3 separate regions of the Mus musculus genome follow, and regions 2 and 3 are each linked to region 1. The links are chromatin contacts, called in public HiChIP or PLAC-seq maps. All regions are on one chromosome and are shown on one strand. The core of a region is the stretch at or near the end of the contact, and the rest is flanking DNA. Distances in the headings are between cores, read along the strand shown.

What was found. HiChIP or PLAC-seq counts read pairs in DNA pulled down with a chosen protein or histone mark.
Region 2: an H3K4me3 HiChIP or PLAC-seq map of embryonic stem cells shows a contact between it and region 1, with 18 read pairs. The contact joins the enhancer-like site here to the promoter of Ppp1r9a in region 1. A contact is called at or near these places in 9 of 39 promoter capture datasets (cranial neural crest, embryonic stem cells, hippocampal neurons and 4 more), 14 of 484 Hi-C or Micro-C datasets (the N1E-115 cell line, differentiating embryonic stem cells and embryonic stem cells), 13 of 115 datasets of contacts at active chromatin or transcription factors (embryonic forebrain, embryonic stem cells, extraembryonic endoderm stem cells and 3 more) and 2 of 9 other capture datasets (adipose tissue and embryonic stem cells).
Region 3: a contact with region 1 is called in an H3K27ac HiChIP or PLAC-seq map of embryonic stem cells, with 7 read pairs. The contact joins the enhancer-like site here to the promoter of Ppp1r9a in region 1. A contact is called at or near these places in 1 of 39 promoter capture datasets (neural stem cells), 2 of 484 Hi-C or Micro-C datasets (the N1E-115 cell line and embryonic stem cells) and 7 of 115 datasets of contacts at active chromatin or transcription factors (embryonic forebrain, embryonic stem cells, extraembryonic endoderm stem cells and 2 more).

What each region holds. Positions count from the first base shown.
Region 1 is chr6:4,900,045-4,905,133 of GRCm38.p6, reverse strand. It overlaps Ppp1r9a (protein phosphatase 1, regulatory subunit 9A), which reads right to left and starts at 2,159. Exons shown (of 16, transcript NM_001363809.1): 1 at 2,103-2,159. It overlaps Gmfg-ps (glia maturation factor gamma-like), which reads left to right and starts at 1,920. Exons shown (of 5, transcript XM_030255708.1): 1 at 1,920-2,086; 2 at 4,843-4,935. The coding sequence starts at 1,920.
Region 2 is chr6:4,656,284-4,661,372 of GRCm38.p6, reverse strand. Gm38761 (a long non-coding RNA gene) reads right to left here. Exons shown (of 2, transcript XR_868766.2): 2 at 3-509. Among named protein-coding and RNA genes, the nearest start is that of Gm38761, 4.3 kb to the right of the region's middle. Within about 2 kb of position 2,317, at least 5 of the 459 cell types and tissues checked have an H3K27ac peak or open chromatin away from gene starts, as enhancers often do. A contact at or near this core is called in differentiating embryonic stem cells and embryonic stem cells, where this site is marked.
Region 3 is chr6:4,674,932-4,680,020 of GRCm38.p6, reverse strand. Sgce (sarcoglycan, epsilon) reads left to right here. Exons shown (of 11, transcript NM_011360.3): 10 at 1,911-1,954. Among named protein-coding and RNA genes, the nearest start is that of Gm38761, 23 kb to the right of the region's middle. Within about 2 kb of position 2,385, at least 9 of the 459 cell types and tissues checked have an H3K27ac peak or open chromatin away from gene starts, as enhancers often do. A contact at or near this core is called in embryonic stem cells, where this site is marked.

The DNA.
Region 1 (5,089 bases), core at 910-3,409:
TGTTTTCGCCACACATCAAGTCAATTACCTCGAAATGGGACTTTAAAGTTAAGAAGCTACGGAGTTATTCTAGTTTGTCCTTGGTAACAAACATAACTTGGAGATGCTTGCAAAACACACACACACACACACACACACGCACACACACACACACGCACATGCACACACCACTTGACACCACTTGACAATAATGCTTTAGACCAAGTTTGAGGTATTTCTGTGAATGAATTATGAAAGAACTCGACAACTCATTTACTTCTTTAAAAAAAAAAAATCAAAATGGCCACTTGATTTGGGAATTTTCCATAACCGTGCAGAACAGGGAAAAGTTTGGAGTCTAACGTTCCCAAACTCTAAAAATATGGCTACAGAGGCTTCTTCGATGGTTCTGAGTTAATAGCCTCATGTACACCATGCTCAAGTATCAGTTTCAGGACAAAACAGACAGAAGTAAGTTCTGGAAGGTCAATTAAGTTTTACTGTAAGTTTTTCTATGCATTGTTTGGAAGTTTCCTAGCCAAGAGGCTATTATTAACTAAGGAGTGGAGTCTCCTGGGAATAGATGCCTGAGAATGTGACAATCAGAAATCAGGTATGCCATGACACTTCCTTCCACAGTCCTGATTTGTCTACTCCTTCTGGCCCCTAACTTACTTCAAGATAGGAAGAAAAAAAAAAAAGTGAACGCCATGCATGTTTGCTGTCCTCCAGCCCACAGCTGGGTTTTCTACCAGGACGCCAGCAGCCCAACACTTCAGGCACTCAACGCAGTTCTAAACATTTTTTTTCTTATTATTCTGGTTTGTTTTGTTTTGTTTTAATGTTACACGGAACCACATCACGCTCACGCACCATCAGCTGAGAGAGCTTACACTTTCACTTAAATCAGCTCCAAAACTCGCTTCCTGGCCCAGCAGGCACGCATGCATGCATGCATGGCCCATGCAGGCAAACAAGAGAGGAGTGTGGTGCCTGTGGTTTGGGTTGGTTTTTGTTTTTGTTTTTTGTTTTTTGTTTTTGTTTTTTCCTTTATTTCTTTCTTTCCTTTTTGGAAAGCGTTGACAATGTCCTTTTTACCCATAAACACCCTCCCCTCTCCCCTAGCTGCACACCCCGCTCCCTCCCACCGCCAATTCAAGCACGAGGGGGCGGGGGCGGCGGGGGCGAAGGGGGCCGCCGGGGATTCAAAAACCTGCCCTCACAAAAGACAAACATAAATAACACCAACTTGAGAGGCAGCCGATTGATTTTCCCCAGCCCGGTTCGGGACGCCATCCCTCGGCCCCCGGGGCAGGGCCGGGAGAGCAGGTGACGCCAGGCGCTAAGGCAGGAGGAGGTCGCAGTCTAGCCTGGTGCCAAGAAGCACCTGAAGTCCTAACACATTGGCGGCGGCTCCGGGCCGCTGCCAGGCGGATCCCGGTCTGTGGCACCGGGGGAGAGACGAGCTCGCCGGCCACACTGGAGCGGAGGGAGAGCAAAGGCTAGGGTGACAATCACACGAATGCCTCTGCTTTTCCTCCCAGTGTGCCGGGGAAACAATAGATCCCGCAGAGGATCAAGCCTCCCTCCTCACCCTGGCGCTCCCGGACCGCAGTCCACCCCCACCCGCCCGCGGGTCCGCCTTTGTGCACGCCGCCGCGTCCCCGCGCTCCCGCCGCCCCGCCACCCGCACGCCGCCCCCTTACCGAGCGGCCCGGGCGGGAGGTCGGACTCCTTCGGCGCTCTTCCCCCCCGCCCCCCCGTGACCGTGCGGGGCTCGGCGCCGACCGTGTGCCCTCCGCCCGCTCGTCACGGCGCGGCGCGCGCGGCGGCCGCCTGCACTCGCGCCTCGGCCCCCCACGCGCGTCTTGCCCGCGCGGGGCGGCCCCGGGACGCGCGCTGCGCTCCCCCCACCCCCACCCCCCACCTCCACCCCAGCCATGGCGGCCCGGCCTGGGGACCCGACGCGCAAGCGGGCACCCTCGCCTGCGGCCTGGGATCGGGGACGCCGCTCGGCCCACGTGCGGGGCCCCCCACGCCGGGCCCTGAGGCCCGCGAGGCCCGATGGACTTAGGGATCAGGCCGCGGGGATGAGGAGGGCCCCGGGGTAACAGGTGCCTCACCTCGGCTGATGGGATTAACTCTAGGGCCGCAAAGAGAGGGAGCCCAGCAGCGAAATCCCAGGAGAGGGAGAGAGGGAGCCTCTGGCGGCCAACGAAGGGCGAAAGGCACCGGCCCGAGGCAAGGCCGCCCCACCCCCAAGACCGTGGGCGAGGGGGCTCTGGCACTTAGGGCAAGGCCTGTGCCTTCCAGATGCTGAGGACCCCACAGTCTGTGGTTAAGTCTGTGACCCCAGGCATCCAAGGCCTGGCCATGGCCTGGGCTGGCCTAGAAGGCCAAGACCTAGGCCCTAGTCTACTCTACTGTGGTGTCCACTGGGATGATCCAGCTGACCCTCAAGGCCACACTACTAGAAGGAAAGGGATGAAGAGGACTTTGGACTTTTCTTCTTGTATATCTTTTCTGTTCACACTCACTGGTTTTGCCCTGTTAAAAACTCTCACTACACCCTCTCCTCCCAAATAATGTGACAGGTTCCATACTCTTCTCCTTCATACAAAATGGACTTTGATGGTCAATATAGACCATTGATGTATCCAAAAGCCTTGTAGGGCACAGGTACCATTTTTGAAGAGTCAAAATTGTGTTTTTGCCACACGTATGTGAGGTGCACACATAATCCCAACACAGCCAAGACAGGAGAATTGAGTTTGTGGACACCCTATAATCCAGCCATTGTCTGGAGATACAGAAACAACAGCTGACCAATGGTGGCGCACGCCTTTAATCCCAGCAGAGAGGCAGAGGCAGATGAATCTTAGAGTTTGAGACCACCCTGGACAACAGAGTGAGTTCCAGGACAGCCAAGGCTATTCAGAGTAACCGAATCAGGAAAATAAAAATAAATATATAGTAGCAACAATAGCCTGAAATTGTGTGTGTGCATAGAAAAAGCTGCAAGATCGTGTAACCCTCTCAATACAGGCAATCTAGAAAGAGGCGAAAGTACTTAATATTCCATATAGCACTGAATGTTAGATTTAGAATTTCAGTAGCCATGGCAGGGGTCAGGCTACCGCCCTTCAGCCTGTCTGTTCAGTGCTGCCGCTCTTCAGCCTGTCTGTTCCCTAGTCATTTAGATTTTAAAATTCTCAACCTTTGCTTTAATGCAGAATTTTTAGAATTAGCTCGTAGGCTGCAGGATTGAGGCCTGTTAAAGGGTATTTTAGAGTAGATAGAGACACTTAGGGTACGATGAAGGCACACTCCAGAACACAGCTGGGCATTCTCTGAGGCTTTCTCTTTGTTTTCCTTCCAGTATATACCATTTCCGATATATATCATTCAGGCCAGTTTTGAAACTATTGTCTTCAAAGGATGAGCAAAGAACTTAAATGAGATACTGGGGTAATCCCACAGGCGTGCCCTCCAGGTTTCAATTGATACTGTAAAATTCTAGATCACCCTAATTTTGAAAGATAGGCTATCTTTACTGTAAACAAATTTCTTGGCCTGTCAAAATAGCTCAGCAGATAAGAGCACTGACTACTCTTCTTCCGAAGGTCCTGAGTTCAAATCCCAGCAACCGTATGGTGGCTCACAATCACCCGTAATAAAATCTGATGCCCTCTTTTGGTGTGTCTGAAGACAGCAACAGTGTACTTATCTATAATAATAAGTAAATCTTCTTTTAAAAAAAAGTTCTTGTTTGAGATTTCTAGAAAATGTCTAGAAAAAGAAATGAGGTACTTCCAAGGTCATTTGTGGCCTGTCCTTAAGCTTGGCTCATAGCTATTTTAACGTGTGTGTGTGTGTGTGTGTGTGTGTGTGTGTGTGTGTGTGTGTTCAACTTTTACAGCAAATGTCACTAATTGTGCTGGAAGTCTTGCCTCTCATTGGTAGAAGTGGACTCAGCTCTGGGATGAATATCTTCTTTTCCTTCCATGTTCCAGTAATTTCCCCCATCTTTATATTCTGCCCTAGAATTATCTTTGCAGATACATTCCAAGCCCTCCCCAACCCCAATTTATAACCAAAATAAAAATGGTACCGAACCATATGTGTGTGTACTTATTCTGCACATACCTAACCACCAAGCTTAATTCAACTAAGCCACAAAAAGTTAGCAATAAAAAAAGGGAAATGAGCCAGGCGTGGTGGCGCACGCCTTTAATCCCAGCACTCGGGAGGCAGAGGCAGGCGGATTTCTGAGTTCAAGGCCAGCCTGGTCTACAAAGTGAGTTCCAGGACAGCCAGGGCTATACAGAGAAACCCTGTCTCAAACCCCCTCCCCCCCAAAAGGGAAATGATACAATACACTGCAGTAATTAATTAAAACAATGTTTTCCTAACAAATTATATTTTTAAAGATTCACTTGATTTTTGAGTATGTATTTATGTATCATGAGATAGTACATGAATGAGATAGATAGTACATGTTTCTGGTCTCCATGAATACATACGGGTATCAGATCTCTTGGAACTGGAGTTACAGACAGTGTGTGAAGCTACCAGGTGTGGGTGGTGGGAACTGAACTCAAATCCTAAGGAAGAACAGTACAGCACCTGACCACTGAGCCACCTCTCTAACCGGAAATATCAGGACATGTTACAGAGGGTTGGGCCTTGGGAATGTATTTACAGCTTCATTTCCTAGAAAACAAGGATGAGAGAATAGCCAGGCAAGTATACACAAAGAATCTCGGTGCTATGAAAGGAAAATATTTCCGTTTCTAAATAACTCTCTAGATCCTTAATTTTGTAGATCTGATTTTCAGATAGACATTTTTCCCCTTTTTTAAGCGTCTCCATATTCTCGGTCCTTACCAAGAAACTGGCATTTCCTGTCTGGGAAGTGGGTGCTGCTGCTATAAGTATCAGCAGATGTAACCGACAGTATGAAGGAGCTGTGGTTCCAGCCTCTACTTTGGGAAAGAACATTTGTGCTGTCTGGGATAATCTCCTGGAAACATTTCTGTCATTTCAACGCAGCATAGAAACCAGGTTTTTTGAGAGAATAGCCTAAATAAATACAGCATCTAATCGCTGA
Region 2 (5,089 bases), core at 1,068-3,567, 240 kb after region 1:
AGGCAGAGTGAGAAAATGTATTTATATTTTACATCATTGACAATGAGCTAATCTCCCAATTATATAAAGAATTATTAACAGTTTGTAAGAAGGGGAAAAAAGCAATGGATAAGCATTGCTTAGGTCTAGACACCTGTACAGCCCACACATGTATTTATATACTGAAATTAACACTGCCAAGCTTTGGTATGAGAGGGTGGGACCTTTGTGGAGTAATGAGGGCACGCAGATGAATTCCCCCATGCAGGACATCAGCAGTGTGACAAGAGGGGCTTCAGAGACCTACATGCCTTACCCCTCCACCATGGGGATATGGAGAGAAGGCTGCTGTCTCTGATACTGGCACGAGGACCTCACAGACGGGGTCTGCTGACATCTCCATCTAGGTCTTCCCAGACTTCAGGAGTGAGAGGAATAAATTTCTAGCTTCTTGGCCACTCTTCTGTTAGCCTTTTTGTTAAGGCAGCCTCATAGACTGAGAGGGCAAGCAATCGCACCAAATTGTTCACCTGGAGAGAAACATGAATGCCTTTTAAACTTGTGACAGAGTCTGCAGTGACACTGCAGTATTAAGGGAGAGCTACGGTGTTGGGAGAGACTAGAGTGTTGCTATGGGAGGTGTACAGCCCCAAGGGCGCCAAGGAGGGCAGGCTCCCTGAATAACATTAAGAGTGCATGTTCCCCACAACTCAGTAATTCCACATCTGATGATGTCTCTCATACAGGCACTCTTATAAGTGCGAAATGACATATAAGCAAGGCTATTTGTGCTGTGGCACTTTTAATATGATTTGAATGGAGTTAACAGTATCAGTACTTAAAGATTATGGTGGCATGTTACCATGCCAACGACTTAGAGCCACACTATGTGATGGTTAAAAAAGAAGAAGATACAGAGGGCCACAGTGATAATAAAGTATCTGTCATTTGTGAGGATTTGAGTTCAATCTTGAGTTGGATAGTGACACATGAAGGGGACAGTCGCAGGCTGAGCTCTAGATGACTGGCCAGCTGCTCTAACCTGGCCAGTTCCAGGCACAGAGAGATCTCATCTCAGAAAACCAAAGTGGATGGCACCGGAAAGTTGTCCTTCCACAGACACACACACACACACACACACACACACACACACACACACACACACACACATACACTCACACTCACTCACACACACACACACACACTCACACTCACTCACACACACACACACTCACTCACACTCTCTCTCTCACACACACACTCACTCACACACTCTCTCTCTCACACACACACACACACACACACACACACACACACACTCACACTCACTCTCACACATATTCTCTGTCTTTCTTGCTCACTTTCTCTCCCCCCCCCCCCCCTACAATGGAAAGGTAGTATCTTAATAGAGAAAGACACTAAGGAATATTTTTAGGTGAGAAAAAGCTCAAAACTCTGGTATGTTTTATGTTAGGAGGGGAAAAAAATAGCAATTTTCTTTGCCATCTTTGAAACAAATTTTCAAGAACACAAGAAGCTAAGAGACAGGATTCCTTGTAGTTGGGTGGTAGAAAGCACAAGAACTGGGCAAACCAGGAAAACCTGAAACTTTGTGCTACTTCTCCTTAGGACGTTTTACATTTTGAACTACCAAAATCTATTTCCATATAACAATAAATACATAACCAAACATTTTGTCCTTGGAAGAAGTTAGTGACCGGTGCTGGTAACTACACAGCCAAGTGTCTTGATCTTGGGAGAGAGGTTAGTGGCAGGTGGTGGCTCCCGCATACCTTCCCATCTCAGCAGACTTTCTGTCTCCTCTGGCTTTTAAAGATAACCAGAACCCTGGAGGCTCCGCGAGGAATGCCGACCCTCTGGAACCTTCTTTCTGATCTCACCGAGTGATAGACCGATCTCTCCACTGATTTTTTTTTTATTTTTTTATTTTAATGGCTAGATTCTTCCTGTAAATGAAGCATGCACTCCCGCTTCGTGGCGGGATCACTGCGATTTAAGTTTCTGTCTCCTAAAATGTCCGCTCTTACTCACAGTCCTGCTCGGATTAGAACTGTGGAAAACTATGGAACCCCGGGCCTGGCACGGAAGACTCAAGGCCGTAGAAAAGAATTAAAAACTAGACGATTACAACACAGAAGAGAAAAATAATTCACAATGACTAAGTAAGACTCAAAAGCAAGCTATCAGCACATCCGTGAAAGTGCAAAACTCCGGCCAGTGTCAGCCATATCGCTTTTGGCTCACTGACTTAGCAAATGTAGGCGTGAGCTGCTAGAGGGACACAGGGTGACAGAAAGCTTTTGTCTGCACGCTAAAACCCTCACCAGAACGGCCATCTTTCTTGCACACCGTGATTGCACACCGTGATTGAGCTGCGGGAAGCACTAAGGGCTGGTAGTTTTTACAGGAAGACCTTAGAATTTGCTCTCAGTCACGGACAGTCGGGGCTCTGGACATTCATACCTACATTGGCGGGGTCCCAGACAACACAGACAGTGTCACAGAAAGCCCACAGTAGCACATTTCAAAAGGAAAAAAAAAAAGTGACGTAAACACAAAGTGTCAGTAGGCTACTGAGAACGACTAGCTTTGCTGTGATCCGAGTTCTTTCTGAGTTAGCTAGTTATGAAATGAAAACCAATGCGCTGAAATGAACTGTTCTATGCTGCCGTACACACTAGAAAGCAGCAGCCACAAGTTAGACAACACCTTGATTAAAATAATTTTAAAATCCTTATATAAGGATATTAAAAGTAAGCACATTAAACTTTTTTTCTACTTTGCTTTTTAATTTTGTTTTTTTTTTTTTTTTGACTAAGAGAAATTATGATTGTGTGAATTTTATTTTCTTTTGTTTGTATGACTAAGCCATTCTTTCTGCATCGGAGATTAAAATTAAATTATATTTTGTCTCCCTCCATTCTTTGCTTATTAAAATACTGTGTTCTCTGTATTATTAATTTTCACATACATATGACTATCCCTGTTTTTTTTTTCTGTTTTTTGCATGGAGCATGAGAATTTAATTGTAAATTCTGGTTTATCATTATTATTAACTATAAATGATCCCTTAATTTTTTATTTTTGTTTTCAGGCTTTAGTAACTTGTATGTTAGCTCCAGAGATCTTTAAGTACTCAGCCAAGGTAGGTTATTGCGATTGTCCTGGAAGTGTTGCTCTGAGATGCCGGCTATAAATGCACTATATAGGATGGCAGTGGACAGATAACCCCCACTTTAAACCTTGGGAACAGCCTTGGTGTTATTAGAAGTTCTGTCTGTCTGTGACTACTGATCCCAGCCACGGCCAGGCATGACAAAGGTATTAACTGACCATACACCTTTTCAATACTTGGCATCTCTGATGGACAGTCTTAGTTCTAGGGTCCCCACCACCCTCACTATGATTTCTTGACACTGTTGTGACACATCTTCTTAAGGATCCTGGCACACACACTGTTCTGTGTGTAAATGTCACAGCCTGCAAAGGGGCTTTGTCTGTGGACCCCTGCTATGTCATTTCTCCCTTCTTTTTCACAAGTATTTCCCATAGCCGATCTTTTAGACATCTAATTCCTTTTGCTTTCTGGGTACACAGCAGGCAGCTAGAGAAGTTTGAGAAGATAGATGGTAAAAATGAAGTTACGTTAGGAGGCCAGAGTATTCTGTTCAATTGTCAATGAAGAGCCATTATTAAGTAGAACATGGATCATGGCTACTCAGCATAAGATGCTAATATAATTGCCAAAGCTTTCCCGGAGGTTGATTTGATCAAATGTCCTAGAGGAGGAAAGAGCTTTTACAAGTGTGATAATTGGGACTTTTGAAAGTTTCAAGAAGAATAAGGACAGTGAAGAGAGTTCTGTAGACGATGTAGAGGAATTCTGGGCAGTTAACAGCCATAGACTAGGTTTTAAAGCTGCAGTGTCTATTTGGGAACTTCCAGAGAGGACCTCATATCCTGAGATGCAAAAGCAACACAGCTGAGAAGTAATTTCAGGATTTAGTGACCTGAATGTTAGCTCCAGAGGTCTTTAAGTACTCAGATCGGGAACCCACTGAATGTAAAAATATCTTGTCTTTTCCTCATACAGTTCTATGGACATTAAACACGCATGCCGTTGCTTCAGTGAAAGAAAGAAATAACCAGGCATTTGAAGAAAATTTGACATTGATACCTAGAGACCCAAAGTATCACGACAGCTGTGGAGGTGGAGGTGGGCCACCCAGGGATGAAATAAATAAGGTTCTGGCTAGAATGAGTTTATCAGTTTCAGGGATCCACTCAAAGCCTATCCTGTGAGTAGTAGCCGTAGAATTTACCTGGATTCTGGGTTACCCTCAGTTGGATCCTTTGCCCATGTGGCAAGAACTATCATAGAGATAAGTGTGAATGGAAGACAGTCTATAGACCTTTTCACTGGCTATGATGGTAAGTTACACACAATTCTTATACTTGGGGTAATGGCAGATAAGACTTTAGCCATCTTCCAGTGCTCCAAAATGTGGTTTTGTGTTATCTTCATTTGTCATGTTTCCACATTATTAAAGATAATATCCAATCAACTTGGTTAATGGAAGAGAGATTTGTTCTGGCTCACAGCTGTAGAGTCCAAGAACAGCTGGATCCATCCTCCAATGTTTCACTTCACCCTGGCTTTAACACTGAAAGTTTCCATGACCTCCTAATAATTCTGTTAAATTATGAATTTATCTTTAATTAGGTCAGAGATCCTGTGATCCAATAAGCTCTCAATGATTGGCTGTACCAACAGGTTGCACCTTCGCACATGAGACTTTTGTAGACAATGTACATATAAACCATAATAGTGCATTATTATAACTCTAACATTATGGCACTGTACATATTCCATAGATCTTGAGGAGTATCAGTCCATTCATCAAACTCAGACCTGTAACAACCAAGCTCATCTGTGCTGTGCTAGGCAGGATTTCATTATTAGAACAGACTGCTAAAGATCCATGTACATGGCCACTGATTTAGTAAATGCTTTTCTATTTGGCTGTCAATATTATGTAGACACACGCGCACTCGCTCGCACGCATGCATGTGGACACACACACATTCA
Region 3 (5,089 bases), core at 1,136-3,635, 230 kb after region 1:
TGTGGAAGACTCAAAGGTAATACAAAGACTTCCTTGGGAACACTCTACCTTGTTCAGGGAGGCAGAGTCTCTCAGTCAAAACCAGAAGGGGCTGATCCCTAAACTAACTGCATTCTCCTCTCCAGGGGGACCCCTTGTCTCTGCCTCCCTAGAACTGGAATTATGGGCAGGCTGACACCCAGCAGGCACTGATGTGAGAGCTGGAAATCTGAATTCTGATGCTGTGCTTGTCCAGCAAGTGACTGATCCACTGAGCCATCTCCCCAGACCCCAAAGACCTGGTTCCTAAGGTGTCATTTTTTTTAAATTAAAATATTTCAGTACTGAATACATTCATATGGAATCTTTTACTCCTAAGAGTAGTAAGGATCCGCTCTATACAATTTTTAAAAAGGGCCAGCAAGATGATTTAGTGGGTAAAAGTATCTGCTGCCAAGCATAAATAACCTTTGTTCAATCCTTAGGATCCACATGATGGTAGGAGAACTGGCACCTGCAGGCTGACTTCTGAGTACACCCATGCGATGGCACACGTGTAGGCCCACAAATACACACAGACACACTTTTTGTAAATAATGTATATCTGCTGTAGCGAAGACAACTGCAGGTTCATCGAGTTGTCTCCCCCACCACCACAACAGGTTTTTTTGTTTTTTGTTTTTTGTTTTTTGTTTTTTGTTTTCTTTTGTTTTGTTTTGTTTTTGAGACAGGGTTTCTCTGTGTAGCCCTGGCTGTCCTGGAACTCACTCTGTAGACCAGGTTGGCCTTGAACTCAGAAATCTGCCTGCCTCTGCCTCCCAAGTGCTGGGATTAAAGGCTTGCGCCACCACCACCACCACCCGGCCAGGTTTTGTTTGGGGTTCTCATATAAGGGGAAGATCTCTCTCTCTGTCTCTCTTTCTCTGTCTGTCTGTCTGTCTCTGTCTCTCTGTCTCTGTCTCTCTCTCTCTCTCTCTCTTTCTCTCCCTCTCTCTCTCTCTCTCTCTCTCTCTCTCTCTCTCTCTCTCTGTGTGTGTGTGTGTGTGTGTGTGTGTGTGTGTGTGTGTGTGAGGCTACAGATAGTTTTCCGTCTGCTTAAGACATACTAAGAAGCCAGAAATTGAATTTGCTGATAGAGAGAAAGAAATAAGAAATATTGAGGTGTGTGTTACAGATCTGTGTCTTGGGAGGTCACTGGTCAGCAGTGGGTTGTAAGGGACGAAGAACTACATCAGAGCTGTCAGAGGCTCCAAGGGAGACATGAAGGTGTAAACGAAGGGGACAGATTTAACGAAAGCTGAGAAACATCCCAGTGATTGCCTTTGGGAACGGAAAGAAACGTCAAGGGGGACTCGAAACTCTTCCTAGTCCAGGCAGGGAAATGGCCTTTTTTGGCATGAAGATAGCATGTTTAGTGAATAAAGGTAGTGATATGCCTTCAAAGCTGTTATAACGTACCAGTGATGATTGTACGATATGATGATGTATATAGACATATGTGTATGCACAGATCCATACCGGTTTTATGATCTAGACCTAGTTTGAGATTGTACACATCAGTAATTTAATTGCTGGCATCACTGTGTTTATATCTTTATCCACTGTTATTAGCCGTGTGATTTTCAAACTTTAAGGCTATTTTCACGTATAAGAAAATAGAAAAACTAATAAGACCTATGTTTTAGAATCATGAGGGAGTTTTGTTATGGCATATGGTAAGAATTTCATGGACATTATCAGAGATTGCTATTTGTCTTCCTTGGTCTTCAGTTCTCTCATGTATGTGCATAGCTCAATGCCCCACAGGGTGCAAAACCTGAGCCCGTTATCTGAGTGATACCTCTCCGAGCAGATTTCTATCTTAATGTGTCTTGGTCTCTGATTACCAGTGTGCAAACACATTTTTACTCAATAATGTTAATCATTTCTAGGAACTTGCCACACCAGACTCAGATCCCTCAACCGCAGACTACAGGTGAGTACTAAGATGCTAATTCAGTGTTTATGGATGAGCTAATATAGTAAAAGATTGTCATAGCACTCTATAATTGATGACACTTTTGTCTTCATCACGGGAGGCAAAACAGTTGTATCATTCCTTAATTAGACTGAGGAGCTCAGAAGAGTGGCTTAGACTTTTGCATCAATGGGCCTCAGAACGACAAACAAATGGTAAATGATCTTAAAGCAGCAGTGTCCTTCCGTGGAGGTCTTGTCTAATTAAGAAAGATGCATTCCACTCCCTTTCTACATGGGAACTCCTTATTCTTCCCCTTGGTATAAAAGATTTTTAGCTTGGGTGGGTCCAGGATTTGTCTCAGTAAGTGATCAGGTTGAAACTGACTCTCACAAAGGGCAACCATTGTGACTAATTGCTGAGCCTTCAGGGCGATCAATGAGAAATGGTTGGCCTGTTTTAAAGCTGCTTTAAAAAGCCATTAGAATATGACCAGTGAGGACAAGATGATGGGCAAGTCTCCCTGGCTGTTCTCTTTCCCCAAGCCATGCTTTCTTTAAGTTCATTTCTTTCAAGTGTCCCTAAAAAATCTCCACAGCCAATTATTTCATTCATTCTTAACTTATTCACAATTGTCTACTAATTAGTGGTTGGTTCCTAGTTCTAATTGCCAGGCAACCAGTAATGCCTTTGTTCCTCTTTTGGAAAGCAAGAGAAGTTCTAAAAATGTAAGTTGAGTGTGGAATTCTAAGTATGAATAGTGGCTTTGTGGTGGGAAAAGCCATTAAGTGAGTCTCAAAAAAAAAAAAAATGCCAGCCACATTAGAAATGTATTGGATGTTTTCATTCAGAGTTATCTCCTCTATTACTGCTCTCGGGAATTTAAGGAGATTTTCGTTTGACAACTTTTCAAAGATTTGAGGCAAGTATAATAAAGTTTTTCATCAGATTTTAATTATAAGATGATGTTTATCAGAATTGTTCCTAGGGTTTTGATTGCTTCATTTAATTAAATGCTAATATGATTCAAGTAGACCATTCAATATATTGATGGGTGGTGTGCGTCTGTAAACATCCAGGGGATTGATGACGAAACAAACTTAGTTATAAATATTCGTCACTGAAAGAGGAAAACATTCAAGTTCTTACTTCTAATTTCATGGCTATCTTTTTAAAGAGAAAAAAAAATTAAAGGAACACGACTGTAACCAAACTGATAGAGCACCTTTCTCTCTAACCAAGGAAGTCTGTCTCTCCTGAGATGTCAGCTTTCTGACTCTTGTTCACTTGTGGCGTGCAATGAGTAGAAATCACAAAATTTCTAGGAAAGTTATAAACATTTTTTCGAGACTTGTGAAAAGCTAGATTTTTTTCACTCTCTGCCTCCTAGGAGAATAGAGATCTTGAATAGGTGCTGTTGGAGATAGTATCAGTAGATAATGGGACTTGTTTGATATGTTGGGGTGCTGTGCTCAGCACTGGGCAGCTTTCCTTGTCGGGAGCAGCACATGGGCAGAGCTGGGTACACTGATGAAGAAGGGCTTCCTTCCCCTTGGAGGTCTTTTGGCTGCTCAACCTCATTTTTTCCAATATTTTTCTAAAAAGATTTTTGGGAAAGTAGCATTTCGATGGAAAGAGTTCCTCCTTCTGGTTAGGGCGGACCTCGTACTCTCTTGTTTTCTGCACGTTGATGCGTGTTACAGACCAGACGGTAGGATCTTCTCGTGGGTGCTTTGCTGTTACTGTTTTCTCAGTGAGCCTCTCAAGGATCTGTGTGCAGAAGGGAGCGAGACCACCCTAGCACTGGGTGCTAACTAGGAGAGATGGTTCTTTCTGCCTCCCAAACATTTAAAGCATTAAAGGTGTTAGGCCTCCTGGGGAGGGAGCTGAGGGCCAGTTGCAGCCTTTATTCCTCCTCTAGTCATTTACATTAAGATATTGTTTTTTTTAATTAATTTATTTTATTAGATATTTTCTTTATATACATTTCCAATGCTATCCCAAAAGTTCCCTAGACCACCCCCCCGCCCGCTCCTCTACCCACCTACTCCCACTTCTTGGCCCTGGCGTTCCCCTGTACTGAGGCATATAAAGTTTGCAAAACCAAGGGGCCTCTCTTCCCAGTGATGGCCGACTAGGCCATCTTCTGCTACATATACAGGTAGAGATACAAGCTCTGGGGGTACTGGTTAGTTCATATTGTTGTTCCACCTATCAGGTTGCAGACCCCTTCAGCGCCTTGGGTACTTACTAGAGAGCTTCTCCAATGGGAGCCCTGTGTTCCATCTTATAGATGACTGTGAGCATCCACTTCTGTATTTGCCAGGCACTGGCATAGCCTCATATGAGACAGCTATACCAGGGTCCCTTCAGCAAAATCTTCTGAGCTTCCAGTTTATTCTGTTGCATCTGCAAGGCCCATTGTGTGTTTTTAAGAGTACCTTTGAGCTGCCCTGCTTGTCCCCCTCTTCATCTCAGCTCGGGGTGGAGGGGATGATCTGTGCATGATTGTTGTGAAACAGCAATGGGCTTTTTATTTAGAAGGGGCATGGGGACCCACAGGTCAACTCTTGGAGAGCAAGTCATTCTATTCTTAGCTGCCTATATGGACTTTATCAGCTGAAAGTTGATTTGCAGCCTGTTTGGCGCAGTTAGCTATTTTCTTTTAAATTTCCATCGAAAGTTTACAAGTGAACTAGCTGGTGATGCTGTATTGCTGGGCCTGAGCACTGGCTGGGATAATAGAGCAGTTAAGGGCAGATAATAGCACTAACGTCTGTACTAAGTCCAAGGCTTGATGCTCTTTCATGGTCTCCATCCTCTCTGCCCTTCCAACGCATGTGGTAGTTTTGAAGCCACCATTAAAAGGTACAGTCATACATCCCGCAGTCAACCTCATTCTGCTTGTTTATTGTGAGAGAAGTTTGCAGGCTTTATGAGAATATAAAATAGGTTCAGGAAAAGGAGTACTAATTTAATATTAATCCCTTCCTTTCTTTCTCCTTTTAAAACCAAGCACAGAAAAATAATGCAGAATAATTATTTTAAACTAAGATGGTAGAAAAGTTCTCCTTGCAATCTAAATTTCATATATGAGTATATGACATACATATATATGTATGTGTCCTATATGATACATATGATATGATACAT